Linked DNA regions of Hordeum vulgare: region 1 is linked to region 2. A link is a contact called in public Hi-C data. All regions are on one chromosome and are shown on one strand. Each heading gives the region's core, a stretch centred on a gene start, on an enhancer-like site or on the middle of the called end of the contact. The rest is flanking DNA. Distances are from core to core; before and after follow the strand shown. Region 1 has its middle 36 kb from the start of LOC123396585. Region 2 holds the start of LOC123396585.

Evidence for each region. A called contact is a pair of places that touch in the nucleus more often than the background predicts.
Region 1: a contact with region 2 is called in a Hi-C map of seedling, with 2.2 times the contacts expected there. The contact joins the enhancer-like site here to the promoter of LOC123396585 in region 2. A contact is called at or near these places in 5 of 6 Hi-C or Micro-C datasets (leaf and seedling).

The regions. Positions count from the first base shown.
Region 1 is chr5H:494,044,966-494,049,102 of MorexV3_pseudomolecules_assembly, forward strand. No RefSeq gene overlaps it. Among protein-coding and RNA genes, the nearest start is that of LOC123396585, 36 kb to the left of the region's middle. Within about 2 kb of position 1,981, at least 3 of the 3 cell types and tissues checked have open chromatin away from gene starts, as enhancers often do. A contact at or near this core is called in leaf and seedling, where this site is marked.
Region 2 is chr5H:494,008,329-494,012,043 of MorexV3_pseudomolecules_assembly, forward strand. It overlaps LOC123396585, which reads left to right and starts at 2,428. Exons shown (of 2, transcript XM_045091479.1): 1 at 2,428-2,605; 2 at 2,700-3,715. The coding sequence starts at 2,865.

The sequences.
Region 1 (4,137 bases), core at 731-3,230, 36 kb after region 2:
GTGGCAACACTGCTAGCCACTATGCCAGCTTCAACTGTGTAAAATACCCACCTAGTTGAGGGTAAAACCGCTGGTTTTGCATTGGTCATTTGGTTTTTTTCGTGTGCTTTTGACTTTTTTTTGCCTTTTTCCCTTTCTTCCATTTTCTTCTGTTACATTTGGAATTCTATTTTCCGTATTTTTTTTGTTTTTTGTTTCCTTTTATTTTTTATTTTTTCTTTAGTCCTTTTATTGTTTTACCGGTTTTCCAAATACAATATTAATATTTTTAATACATGATCAACATTTTTCCTATACATTGTTTTAAAAATTCTTAAATGCTTAATTAACATTTTTAAAATACAAGGTTAACATTTTTTCATAAATGATCAACATTTTTCCTCTACACTATTTCAAACATTTTCAAATGCTTGATTAACATTTTTCAAATACAAGATCAACACTTTTTTAACACATGGTCAACATTTTTTCTATGCACATTTAACATTATTCAAATGCTTGATTAAGACGTTTTCAAATGCAGCACTAACATTTTTTTTCATACATTGTCACATTTTCCAAATGCCTGATGAACATTTGTCAAATACTTCTTTAACATTTTTGCAAATGGTTAACTTACGTTTTTATATACATGTTAAAAAATTCATTTTTTTTAACACATGATTAACATTTTTTCAATAGCCATTTAACATTAACAAATTTTTTATTAACATTTTTCAAATACTTATTCAATTATTTTCGAAATGCTCGACTAACATTTTTATATACATAATAAAAATCGTCATATTTCTTTATACACATTTAACTTTTTCAAATGCTTGATCAACATTTGTTTAATAATTTTTATAAATATATATTGTATGAAATATTTAGAATGATAGAGCAGTGCATATACCACCACATAACTGTATATATGACATGTCATATAACTACCACCGGATGGTAGGAAATATTTGTCATATATCTATCTATCTATACCAATAATGGAAATAAGTATTCTTAGTTCATCGTGCTATTTTATAGAAAGCCCCATAATATTTCTAACATTAAACCCGTAGTACATAATAAATATATTTTTAAATACCCATATCTTCTAGATCGTAACTTCAAATTTAGTTCATCGTGCTATTTTATAGAAAACTCCATGATGTTTCTGACTTTAAACCCGTAGTACATGTGAAATGTTTTAAAAAATACCCATATCTTCGACCGTAACTCCAAATTTAACATTATATATATATAATTTGATTAAAACATTATGTAAAATCTGAATGTAATGTTATTTTACTCAGATTATAGACCATTTTTTTAAATTAAGAACATATGGTATTCTTTTCTTCCGTTACAACACACGATCACTTTTGCTATGTATATAGAAAGTCTATTTATCACCCAGGATGCAGAATAAGTTATTCTTCGCCCAAGGTAATCTTACGATTGTTTTATAAATAAGTTATATCGGGAATACAAATAATTACCTCTATATTGATTCACTATGTAAAATTTAACATAAAAAAACAAAGATATAGGTCATAAGACCACAAAAATTGCATTATATATATATATTACACTATATTTCTTTGTTTGTAATTTTACGTGACATAAAATATTTTTTACGATGATTATATATTTTCGTATGGTCTCTTTCTACGTATGAAATAAGAAAAAAAATAACAAAGCATAAAATTACGATGCATTGATGTTAAAATAAAGGGAGATGAAAAATAACTATTCCTCATCCAGGGTGACAAATAGTCAATCTGTCGGAAAACCCGTCGTGCACGTTTTGCAAAAAAAAAACTCCCGTTTTATGGTATTCAACCCACGGTCCTGTTTTTATTTGAGATAATGTTTCGTTTTTACAGACACACCCTCTATCCAATCCAGACCGTGTTCATCCCCTTCCTCTTATCCACTCCCAGGCGCCCGCAGGCTGCTCTCTCCCTTCCTCTTATCCACTCCCAGGCGCCCGCCGGCTGCTCTCTCCCTTCCTCTTATCCACTCCCAGGCGACCGCCGACTGCTCTCTCCGCCTCCGCTGGGGCCTAGCCCTGCCGTATGTACGACACGAGGATAGTCTTGTTGGCAGCGGAGACGGCTATGGCGAGGCGGTACGGACGGCCTTCTCCATCCCAGGCGGACGGCTATGGCGAGGCGGTACGGACGGCCTTCTCCATCCCAGGCGGACGGCTATGGCGAGGCGGTACGGACGGCCTTCTCCATCCCAGGCGGCCCTCTCCGGCGTGGTGAGCGCAGGAATGGGGCGAAGAAGGCGGCCAGACAGCCGTGGGGCGAGCTCGGGAATTTGGCGATGTCGTGCTTGCGCGCGAGAGGGCCTCTCGTAACCCGATTGAGGTCGGGAAATTGGTATGCTGCTCGCTTCAAATCAGCAAACAGAGGGAGCAAAGGCTGAAATAACAACACCAGAGTAAGATCCATCCATGTTAGGCCGACCGTCGAGTGGCCGTCGGTGCTGGAGCGACTGCGGCCTTGAGCGGGCCGGAGCCAGCACTGAAGAAAGATCCATGGTGGGCCGGCCGTTACGAGAGTGGACGTTGGTGCTGGAGCGATGGCGGCCCCGAGCGGGCCGGCTGCAGCGTGAGGATCCCAACGGCGGCCTCAAGCTGGCCGGAGCAACGCGTCTCTTCTGCGAGACCAACGGAAGGTCGGGATGTGAATATCACGGTAGAGAAACCGAGGAAGCGCAACGACGGGATGTGGATCTCGCGTGCTGATGGGTGCAGCGAGGTGGCTGGTCTCTTCTAGACGTGTTTAATTGATCCCAGCTATTAAACGTGTAAAGAATCTTTTCTTGTTTTTAATTTACGTCTTTAATTTACGTGTCATGGCAATAGAGTTTTTAATTGATCCCAGCTATTGTTACGTGTAAAGAATCTTTTCTTGTCTGATTGTAGTACAATAATTAATCTGATCTACAAATGCCATAACATTTTCCTACGTCCTAAAGTGTATCCATGAAAAACAAGACACATGCGCCGTCGTTAATTAACTTAGTCATGCTTATTTGAAACTATGTGTAGGGATACCACGGTACAAATATATTATTTAAACAAAAGAATATAGTAAACAAAAGTAACCTACTTTAATGAACTAGCTTACTTTCTTGAACAAAGGTAATTACAGAAGTTGTTATATCCTACCACTATGATTTAAAGACATTTAATAATTTTATATATGATAGTGTTAAATTTACTTAGTGATAATCACCTGAAAGAAGAACATAGGAAATTACGTCTAAACGTGAATCGAGCAACAAACTAAGTAGAGATGAAATTGTAATAAAGAATCCTACATATATGGCAACATAACAGAAACTTAGAACATATATACGACAAGGACTACATGGTCAACGCACACGACAGAAGCATACATGCATGGACATCGAACAAATTATACCACACTTTTATTGTGTGACGTCGGTAACTCAAAATAAGTAGTAAATTTAGGATATTTTTATTATGAGTATGGTAGTATAAGGTAGTTCACCCGATTAGCACCCCCAAGAATCCTATTGTTAATTGATTCATCATTTTTGTTATCATCACACTTATCACCCAAATGTCCAACCTAATTAATGATAACTTAGTTTTGCTTCGTAGTAAAGCTTATCTTCCTTTTCTCCTGGTGCAATGCACGGACATGTTTGCTACTGTGGGTGTGAAAGAGCACAAACAAAACCAAAAAGTAGAGGAAAAACAAAAACAGAAAGTATGAAAAAGAGGTTGTAGCCTCCCGCGATGTCATGGCGGCCCATCGTGAGGGCGTCCTAAATGTTCCGCATCTCCTGCCGACGAGTCCGGTCCAAAGTTGCGGAGTGGAGCAGCGTCGTAGACAAAGTAGTCGAACACACCGAATAGATGAACACCAAGAAGTAAAGAGGAAACAATCTTTATTAATGATGGGTCTCTCTGTTACAATGATTGCCTCTCCTCTGCTTATACAGGGGTATGGGGTCAAGGGATAAATACCCATCTAACGTGAGTTTGGGAAACGATAGGGGTTGGCTGCGTGCCTCGCACGCGAGCCAGCCTCACTACTGACGTCGCGAGTCCTTGGGTCAGGGCCAGTTTCCCAACACTCCCCCTTGGGTAATTATCTGTATATCCATGTCTCATAA
Region 2 (3,715 bases), core at 1,178-3,677:
AAAGACTTATATTTAGGAACGAGGGGAATACTATTTAGTGTGCTACTAAAACTTTTGCTACAGAGAGATATCCCAGATGCGGTTGAATTGACAAATCAGCTGCTAAGACCAATACATATTTTTTGGCTCCCCTTGTGTTGAATCAATAAATTAGGGTGTAATACTACCCGCAAAGACTGTTGTGATCCCCTATACTTGTGGGTTATCATTCTAGCATAAATTTCTACCATCTCTTTGGGAGCGTGAGGTTAGGGTTTCTCGTCGTGTGGCGAGATTCGATGTCAGGTGAATCATATTTATTCAAGGGTTCAACGGCGATGGCCGTGGCTCTAGGGCGCTGGCCCGTAGGGGCACGTGCATGACTTCCCGACTGCCATTAACACAGTCAAACTGGCTTCGGTATGGGAGTGACAATATTGACGCGCCGGCGGCTCGCTCCAGCAACGGTAGTGGTCCTTTGATGGTCCCATAATTTGGATATTTTTTATTATGTTTGAGGTGTTTTGTATTTCCAGTGAATTTGAATAATAGATTTGGATCCTTTTCGTAAAACATAGATAAAATACATTCGGAAAGTCGTCAATACGGACCGGAAGACGTTGGCCGCGGTCTGAATAGCATTTGCCGCCCTGGAAAAAAGAAATGTCGACGAGGATCTGGAGATGATCTGAAATTTTGTTAAAGACATGGTTTTTTCGGTACTTCCAAATTGCCCATGATAAAGGGACGCAAAGTTTCTGCTCGTGAGCTCAAATGAGCTCAGCGAACAATAAAATCAAAAAATAAACAAATAACTATGATTCTTTTGTGACAAACATTGACAAAAGTTTAAAAGTTTTAAGTGCGTGCAAAAATTTATCATGTAATCACATTCTTAGAAGGCATGGCCAAAAAAATTGACACTCCGAAAATACTACTTTCAAAGTATTTTGGAGCATTGATTTTTTACCAACGAAAATGTGATTCCATGAGGAGTTTTTGCAAGCACTTCAAAATTTTGTCAATGTTTGTTAAAAATAGGATTAGTTTATTTTTTACTGTTTACCAAGCTCATTTGAGCTCGGGAGACACTTTCGATGATAAGGCACATACTCCCACCTGAAAATGTCATTTCCCAACAAATCCGGTACACTGAATAAAACGGAGCTTAAACCCCGAGGGGGCAGCGAGCTGCTCTAGTAGAGAACATACCTGATCGATGGAGCTAATTATGCCGCTACTCAGTACTCAGCAGCTATACTGATTGTCCGGTGTTGTAGCTCCGTGCTTGCTGGTGCAGCTGCAGCAGTGCGGCTCACTCGCCTGACAGCTCGGTTCGAACCAACGCGTCCACCTACCGACACACTCGGTAGCCACTTAATCCTACTCAATCATGACAGGCTCTCACTGACTTAGCTCAATCTGCCGTCACCCTTCCTTGACACTCGCACTACTGCTTTGAACGCAAAGCTTGACTATTAGCCATGCATGCTTGATCACCAAGCTTAAGGCTCTCTAGAATGTTGACAATTTGACAAACGGGATGGATGACTCTCTGGTAGTATGGTGTCGCTGATGTTCACAGAGAATTGTTATAGAAGCCGTATTTGACCAGTAACCTACCTGGTTGCTTCAAGATTGTGAAATCCTGTTCTTTTTTCTAGGCCAATAGTTTTATCTAAGGGGTTTTGGGGCATCTCCAAAGCGGACGCTAAAACCATCGGGGTCGTGCGATCCCGACATATTTAGCCATTGATGTGGGTTTGTATCGGTCCGTTAAATGGTCTGGGCGTACTTTTTTCAACAACCCGAATAAACTGGGGGTGAGAGGAGGAAGACATTGCGGGAGTCTGAAAAGCACCCACGTAGGACTTCGACACCCCCGGCCCATCCAGAATCCCTCCCAAACCTCACACCTCTATCCTCCCATTTCGCGCATTTAGTTTTTCTACCTTGCCTTCGTTATCGCTTCATCACCCCGGTCATCACGCCACACGCTTGCTGGAACTCGACGAGCCCGTCACCTCCAACGGTATATCTATGCTACACGTCGCTTTTCCTCCATCTCCGTTCCACACCTCTCCCCCGACCGCCGTGTGTGTACCATTCGCTTCTATGATACTCATCATGTCCGGCAACTGTTCGGTGAATAACATGTAGTGTTGAATGAACGGTTTCCGTATCCACGTCTTCCCTTTTATGGATGGATACGGTGTCCGTTTTACGGGTAAGCGTTGCAGATGCCGTTAGGCCAATAATTGACAATGCAACTATGCAAAGGGGAAGGCAGCCCAAGCATAGCCCCCCCCCCCCCCCCCCCACACACACACACACAACCCCATTGGCGCCACACATGAGAGTTAGTTGCACCTTCACCGGGACAGTACGTGGCCGAACCAGATTCTCCAGGGACCAGGCTACAGTCAGTGAGTGCCAGAGTATCCACACTGACACTATCCTCCTGCCACGGAAAGGCCTCCTGACATTCTCTCCCGCATGCACGAAATTCCACTACCTGATGTTTTTCCGATGCTCCCAAACCAACCGCGATCAGATTCACCACCCACAACTCACCAACCCGTCGTCAAAGCAGAGCAGAGCAGTCACCCCTCACCAACACGACAAGGTCGAAACTTTCTCCCAGTCTTGTACTCCTCTCGTTTCGTTGGTGCATATCTGATATCTCATCTCTCTTCCCCCCCGAAACAAGGGGAGCACAGAGCGCCAAGCTAACAGCCCCTCGGCTCGGCTCCCGCCATCTATCCATCTATAAATGCGGTATCCCCAACCAACCTCCAGGATCCTGATCGAAAGTTGAGATTTTTCCCGGTTGATAGCCCGGACATCCAACAAGAAGAGCCGCGTGCCGGCGTGCGTGCGTGATCATGAAGCCGCGTGCGCCTCCGGCGGCAGCGGCGGCGTCTGGCGTGCCGGCCAGGCTCCGGCCGCACCTCCCGCGGGTCACCGCCTTCCTCATCGTCTTCTCTGTTGGCTACTCGCTCGGCATCGTCTCGTCGTCCGCCCGCCCGCCCACGCCCAAGCCGTCGCAGACTGTCATACGGCCGCACGCCGCGCACCTCACCGCTGCCTCCTCCAGCGTCCCCGCCTCGTCGAACGGCACGGGCACGAGCTACCCGCGCTCGCCGCCGCACGACCTGTTCAGGTTCGGGGACGAGTGCGGGCAGCCGGTGCCGGCCGAGGACGTGGTGAAGACGCTTCTTGATAAGCTGTTCGACGGCGAGAGCCCGTACGCGAGCTTCCCGCCGGCGCACACCGCGGCGCTGCTGCACCCGGCGGCGGCGCGGCCGCGCGGGTGGGGGTCGACGGGGGCGGTGTTCGCGGAGCTGATCGAGGAGGTGCGGCCGGACGTGATCGTGGAGCTGGGCGCGTTCCTGGGCGCATCGGCGCTGCACATGGCGGCCGTGGCCAGGAACCTCTCGCTGTTCCCGGCCATCCTCTGCGTGGACGACTTCCGCGGCTGGCCGGCCTTCCGCGGCCGCTTCCGCCGCGACGTCCCGCAGCAGCGCCACGGCGACGCTCTGCTGCTGCCACAGTTCATGGCCAACGTGCTCGCCGCGGGGCCCGAGGCCGCGGCCACGGTGCTGCCGCTGCCCTTCTCCACGGCGTCCACGCTCGGGGCGCTGTGCCGGTGGGGCGTCTACGCGGACCTCATCGAGGTGGACGCCGGCCACGACTTCCACTCGGCGTGGGCGGACATCAACCTGGCATGGGCCGT